2 separate regions of the Manis pentadactyla genome follow, and region 2 is linked to region 1. A link is a contact called in public Hi-C data. All regions are on one chromosome and are shown on one strand. The core of a region is the stretch at or near the end of the contact, and the rest is flanking DNA. Distances in the headings are between cores, read along the strand shown. Region 1 holds the start of GPR3 (G protein-coupled receptor 3). Region 2 holds the start of AHDC1 (AT-hook DNA binding motif containing 1).

Evidence for each region. Hi-C and Micro-C count contacts between places; a contact is called where the count stands out from the background.
Region 2: a contact with region 1 is called in a Hi-C map of skin fibroblasts, with 7 times the contacts expected there. The contact joins the promoter of AHDC1 here to the promoter of GPR3 in region 1. A contact is called at or near these places in 2 of 3 Hi-C or Micro-C datasets (fibroblasts and skin fibroblasts).

What each region holds. Positions count from the first base shown.
Region 1 is chr4:20,329,253-20,332,409 of mManPen7.hap1, forward strand. It overlaps GPR3 (G protein-coupled receptor 3), which reads left to right and starts at 1,436. Exons shown (of 1, transcript XM_036914923.2): 1 at 1,436-2,929. The coding sequence starts at 1,436. The coding sequence ends at 2,587. It overlaps CD164L2 (CD164 molecule like 2), which reads right to left and starts at 148. Exons shown (of 9, transcript XM_036914932.2): 1 at 67-148.
Region 2 is chr4:20,509,886-20,513,042 of mManPen7.hap1, forward strand. AHDC1 (AT-hook DNA binding motif containing 1) reads right to left here and starts at 1,471. Exons shown (of 8, transcript XM_036914910.2): 1 at 1,048-1,471; 2 at 713-807.

The DNA.
Region 1 (3,157 bases), core at 186-2,685:
TCCCTCGTGCTCCTGCCACCATCACCTCAGGACCCCTTCATCTTGACAACCCCCCATCATCCTCACCCGGCATCCATCACTCGGTCTCCATCACCTGAATTCCATCAGTCTGTCTCCGCCACCCGAGGGTCCCACCGCCCCACAGCCTGTCCGGGTCCCCTTTCCGCTCCCCGCGCACCCCCCCCCCGCAGCCTCCCTGAGACTTCTCCAACGCTCTCCCACCAGCGCCCCGGAAACCCTCTGCCCTCAGAGGGCGCCGAGTCAAGGACAGCGCGGGCCGTCTCTGGAGGGGGCGGGGCCGCGGCCACGGTCGCTTTTTATGAATGGGGGAGCGGGCGGTGCGAGGCCTTATTACTATGCCGCGCGACGCGCGCTGCGCCCCAGCGCGACGTGCCCATTGGCCAGCCGGCCCTCTGACGTCACCGAGCCGGTGGCCGGGGGCGGGGCGGGGTGACTCACGCCTCTTCTCCCGCGGCCGCGGGGGCTTCTTGGGGTCCGTGCACACCCAGCGCTGACCGGACCCGAGCGGAGCCTCCCCGCGGCTCGGCCGCGCCAGGTCTCAGGAGGTGAGTAGCAGGCCCCGCCGCGGGCCCCAGGCGTCCGGAAGGGCATGCAGGATGCTGGGGCGCTGGGCCGTGGTAAGGCTCCCAGCTGCTGGCTGGGGTCGGAGGTCGAGACCGGGAACCCAGATACTGGGCTAGCAGGCGGGGACACACTGTCCGGGTGGGAGAGCTGTCAGCTGCGTGACCAGGCGGAGAGTGGGCACTTCTACAGGGACCCAAGGCCCTAGAGGGACTGATGGTCATCTGAGGTTGGGCCGGCAGGAGGCGGCTGAGGCAGGGATCCCGGTGTCCGAGTAGGAGGAGGTGTCTGACTTAAGGATCCAGACATCCAGGCAAGAGGCGGAGTCAGGCCCGAGATCCAGGTGTCCGAGCAGGAGGGGTCTGACTCAGGGATCCAGGATTACAGCAGAGGGTGTCTGTTCTACAGACCCAGAGGTTCAGGCAGAAAGAGGGTCTGACCGGGGACAGAAGTCTGGGAGGGTGTGTTTTTGGTGGGTGCTGTTTTGGTGGGTGTTGTTAGCCCAGGAGTGCAGGTTAGGGGCCAGCTGGGGCTTCACGCACATTCCCTGGGGGCGGAGTCTGGGTATGGTAATACTGAGAGTCGTGAGGGGTCTGGCGAGCCTCAGAAACTGAGCGTCATCCTCCCTGATGGGGGTGGAGCAGAGCAGCCCTTAGTCTTGAGATGTTTCCCTCCCCCAGTCCTGGGCCTTTCTGGGCATCTTCCCATCCACTTACGGTTGCCCCTCATCTGGTTCTCCTCTGTTCACACACGTGGTAGAAAGAGGTCTGCATGACCCAGAGAGTTGGAAGGGAAAGTGAAGAGACACAAGACAGAGATCCCCAGGAAAAGAGACCCTTGCTGGCCTGGGGGCATGGCAGAGGACAAAAGTATCCTAGAAGGAGCCCCCGAGCATGAGTGGGGGACAAGGCATCAGTACCCAGACGTGTATCCTGAGAGGCACCTAACCCCCTCCAAACCCTGCTCCCAGCGCTGCCAGCTTCTCACTACAGGACCTTTCCCTACAGGTACCATGATGTGGGGTGCAGGCAGACCCCTGGCCTGGCTCTCCGCTGGCTCAGGCAGCATGAACATGAGCAGTGTGGGCTCAGCGGAGGGGCCTACAGGCCCAGAAGCACCACTGCCATCACCCAGGGCCTGGGACGTGGTGCTGTGCATCTCAGGCACCCTGGTGTCCTGCGAGAATGCGCTGGTGGTGGCCATCATTGTGGGCACTCCCACCTTCCGTGCCCCAATGTTCCTGCTGGTGGGCAGCCTAGCTGTGGCAGACCTGCTGGCAGGCCTGGGCCTGGTCCTCCACTTTGCTGCTGTCTTCTGCATTGGCTCAGCGGAGATGAGGCTGGTGCTGGTTGGCGTGCTGGCAATGGCCTTTACTGCCAGCATCGGCAGCCTACTGGCCATCACTGTTGATCGCTACCTTTCTCTGTACAATGCCCTCACCTACTACTCAGAGACAACGGTGACTCGGACTTACGTGATGCTGTCTCTGGTGTGGGGAGGTGCACTGGGCCTGGGGCTGCTACCCGTGCTGGCCTGGAACTGCCTGGATGCCCAGGCCACATGTGGTGTGGTATATCCACTCTCCAAGAACCATCTGGTGGTCCTGGCCATTGCCTTCTTCATGGTGTTTGGCATCATGCTGCAGCTCTATGCCCAGATCTGCCGGATCGTCTGCCGCCATGCCCAGCAGATTGCGCTCCAGCGGCATCTGTTGCCTGCCTCCCACTATGTGGCCACCCGCAAAGGCACTGCCACCCTGGCTGTGGTGCTTGGCGCCTTTGCTGCCTGCTGGCTTCCCTTCACTGTCTACTGCCTGCTGGGTGATGCCCACTCCCCACCTCTCTACACCTATCTCACCCTGCTCCCTGCCACCTACAACTCCATGATCAACCCCATCATCTATGCCTTCCGCAACCAGGATGTGCAGAAGGTGCTGTGGGCCGTCTGCTGCTGCTGTTCCTCTTCTAAGATTCCCTTTAGATCCCGTTCCCCCAGTGATGTCTAGTCACATCCTGGTGACCGACCCTTCAGCCCTGATCACTACAGAATTCCAGAATGTTAGGTCCTTCAGGGCTTTTTTCCAACTCCCTAGCTCCACACCCCCAAGACCCAGCTGGTTCTGGAGTTCTAGGACATCGGGTGTTTCACAGGATTCTGTTCAGATCCCTGCAGGGCCCAGCGGGCTCTATGGTTCTAGAATGTTCAGGTGGTCAGGATTCCACTCAGAAATGTCCCACAGCCCAGCTGGCCTGGAGATCCAGAATGCTGCTGGGTGTTTTACAGTGCCATTCCAAGTTCCTGATCTTCTTCCCTCGACCTTGACCATGTCTCTTTACTTCTGAATTTCTGAGCTAAAGAGTCAGAGAGGTTAGTCACTCAGTTGCCTAGATAGGAGAGAGATTTATCTATATATATATATGCACATACAAAGAGAGTATCTATTTATTATTTATTTACTTATTTTTGAGTTTATTTATGGGTAGTAAGGGTTAAAAAAAGGCCCACACCTTGAAATCCAGGCCATACCAGGGTACCCTCAGTCCCCATACCCCCATTTCGGACCTCAGTTCCTGAA
Region 2 (3,157 bases), core at 221-2,720, 180 kb after region 1:
TTGATAGGCATTTATTTATTTATTTATGCAAAAGTGAGCCGACTTTGTTCGCCAGGTAACCGGGCACGCGGCCCAACCCCTCCGGCCCAAGCCGCCCCCAAATCCCTCCTCCGCCCCACACCCCCTCCGGGTCATTAGGTCCCCGCCCCTCAAATCCCAGAGCACCAGCGGAACCTTGGGATTTGGGGGTTGGAGGGGAGGGGTTCCTCCCTCCGCAGTCTCCCCCTTTCCCAGCGCCGTTTCTAAAATCCAGCCTTGTTCTGCGCTCCCACGGTCCCCCCTTCATCCCCCCAACCCCCCCGCATTCTCAGCAAGCTGGAGAGCAAATTGCAGTTTTAAATCCAAAGACGGAGGGAGGGGGAAGGAGGAGGGGGCGCGCGGCAGCGCTGGGCGCGCACCTCGCCCCCGAGCCGGGGGAGCTGCGGGGCGGCCAGGAAACCCGAGAACCCCCCCTCGCCGCCCCCCCTTCTCGTCCACCTCCCCCTCCCCCTTCCCGGCGCTGCCTGCCAGGTTTCGAGCCGAGCCCAGCCGAGCCGCGGGCCCCGGTGGAAACAAAGACCGATCGCACCGCGGGCACCGCAGCCACAGGGTCCGGCGGACCGGACCGGGGCGCGCGGAGGGGGCGCGGGCCCCCCTCTGGTGCGCTGCACAAAAGAGCCCGGCCGGCCGGTTCCCAGCGGGGGTCTAGGGCTGGGGAGGAGGCGCTACTCACCGAAGTGCTGGGCTGCCGGCTCCGTGGGTCCGAGGCAGGCGAGGGGCTTTGGGGGGCGTCTGTCGTCCGGCGGCGGCAGCGACGCGGGCGCCTGGCTGCTGGGGAGAGGAGTCGTGGAGGAGCCCTGAGCCGCCCGCGGTTGCTGACAGCATGGCTCGCGCCTCGGCTCACATTCTCCGCCGCTAACTCCGCTGGACACGGCCCCTCGCTCCCGCGGCACCCCCCACCCCCCGCCCCGATCACTCCTTCGCTCTCTCTGCGCCCCCCTCGTCCCCCCGCCGCGCACACACTCTCACAACCCTGGACACCCCCGCCCCCACCCCCCCATTGCAAACCTGGGAGGGAACGCACCCCGCGTAGTCCTCCTCCTGCTACTCCTCCTCCGCCCTCCTCCCTCCCGGTCTCTCTGGCCGTCTGTCTGTCTCTCTGACTGTCTCTATTTCTCGTTCTCTCTGCCTTTCTCTGCTCTCCGAGCTGGGTGGGAAAAGGAAATGAGGACAGAAAGCAGACGCTGGCTTTGGGTGGTGGTAGCTGGATTCCCTCTCTCCCTCCCTCCTCCTCCTCCCCTCCCTCCTCCTGCCTTCTGCTCTCTCTGCTGCGAGCGGGGCTGAGCGCAGCCTGGCGGGTGGCTCGCTCTGCCTGCCCGCCTGCCCGCCCGCCTGTCTGTCTGTCTGGTCTGCCTCGCTCGCTCCCTCCCTCCGTCTCTCGCCCTCGCCCTGCCTGCCTCCCTGCCTGCCTCTCCGTCTCCGCTGCCGCCGCCGCTGCCTCTGCGAGCTCGCCTTACCTTCGCAGCTCACCATCCGGAACCCCAGGGGGGAGCGCGCGCGCGGCACGCCGGGACTTGTAGTCCCCGCCCCGGCCGCTCGGCGCGCCGGGCGGGCGGGGCCGCACCGGCTTCCCCGACGGCGCGGACCAGAGCCTGCCCGGGACCCTGCGCCCCGGACCCTCGGTGGGGACGTGTCCTCATTTACCAGGGGGTACAGGTTCTCCCCAAAGATTAGGAATGTTTCCCATGTTCCTGTTGCCTTGTGGGGAGCTCTGCCTCGAGCAGAGGTTGAGGGTGGGAGCGAAGGGGCGGAGTCTAAGAATGGAAAGAGGGTCGAATAGGGAAATCAAGGAATTAGCCAAAGGACCTGCGACCTTCTGGGGCGTCCCAATTAAATGCGAGAGGAAGAGGGGAGGACCGGCTCTCTGAATCTGGAGACCGTCTCCCTTTCTGAAATTCCCTTTCTGAAAATATTCCCCTCTGAGTAAACAACAAGAGCATATGGAGAGAGGGTTACTCCAGAAACCTCAGAAACCCACCAGGGCTTTCTCCTCACTCAGTAACACCCCCTGCAACCCATCTCAAGCTCCGAGCTCTGGGTTTAGCTTCTCCAACGCCTAGTTTTCCTAGAAGTCCAAGGGTGGTGAGGGCATAAAAGTTCTGGATATCTACAGATAGCACACGAACACCCGCTTCCTGAATTCGACTGATCATTTTCATTGTGTCAAGAAGCAAGATTAAAATTGAACAGTTGAGAGCTCCTGCTGAGGCCAGGGAGCTGGGCTCAGCACTTTCACCTACCTCCTCCTCAGGTCACATCTGCTATCCAGCCCCTAGCTCTGGCCCCCTGCCTGGCCTATCCCCACAGATGGGAATGTGCCCTGCCAGTGCCTGGTTACTGAGAGGCGGTAGCTGGACAGCCCAGGCAGGAAAATGGCTGCTGCTGCCATTTACTGAATACCACAGGGCCCTTGAATCCTGCAAAAAACTGGTGAAATGGTCTGTTATCCTTTGCATTTTAGAGATGAAGACACCAAGGTCCAGATCCCCCAATCTGGAAGTGGGAGAGCCCAGCCAGATCAGGGTTTGGCTGATTCCAAAGCTCACTATTTAACCTCTGGGCCATAGCAGGGAGGTATGACTTCCCAGGTCTCTGTCTGACCTTCACTTCCAGTGCCTGTGTGTCCTCCCTTGGCACTTTAATTCTACAAATGTTGACTGAGGTATGCAGGGCTCACTGGGGACACAAGGATGAATAATGCATGATTGCTGTCCTGTCCTGGGTATCTAACAACACCAGCCCTGACTGGTCCTGCACTAGCCCCAATTCATGTGTGTCTGACATTCCTTTGCCCCGTGTCTGTTAGCTTTGTCTGCCTTGCTCCACGTCTGAAGTTTCTCCAGAAGTGCCTTTGTCCTTGGCCCACCTGTTTCTGACTCTTCCTTTGGCCTTGCAGTGATGGCCATGACAAAGGCAGGTGGTGGTGGCATTTCTCCAACTGCAGCTTCCTGTCACCACCTTCCCCACACCTCTACCTTTCCTAAATCCCCCTGCTAGGACAGTCTGGAACCCCCAGAGGGCAAAAGAGAAGAGGTTCTGGGGGGCACTCTACTGGCCTTTTTTGGGGGGGGGAACACAGCAGCAATGGGAGAAGTCTAGGCTTCTAAATAGTACACCT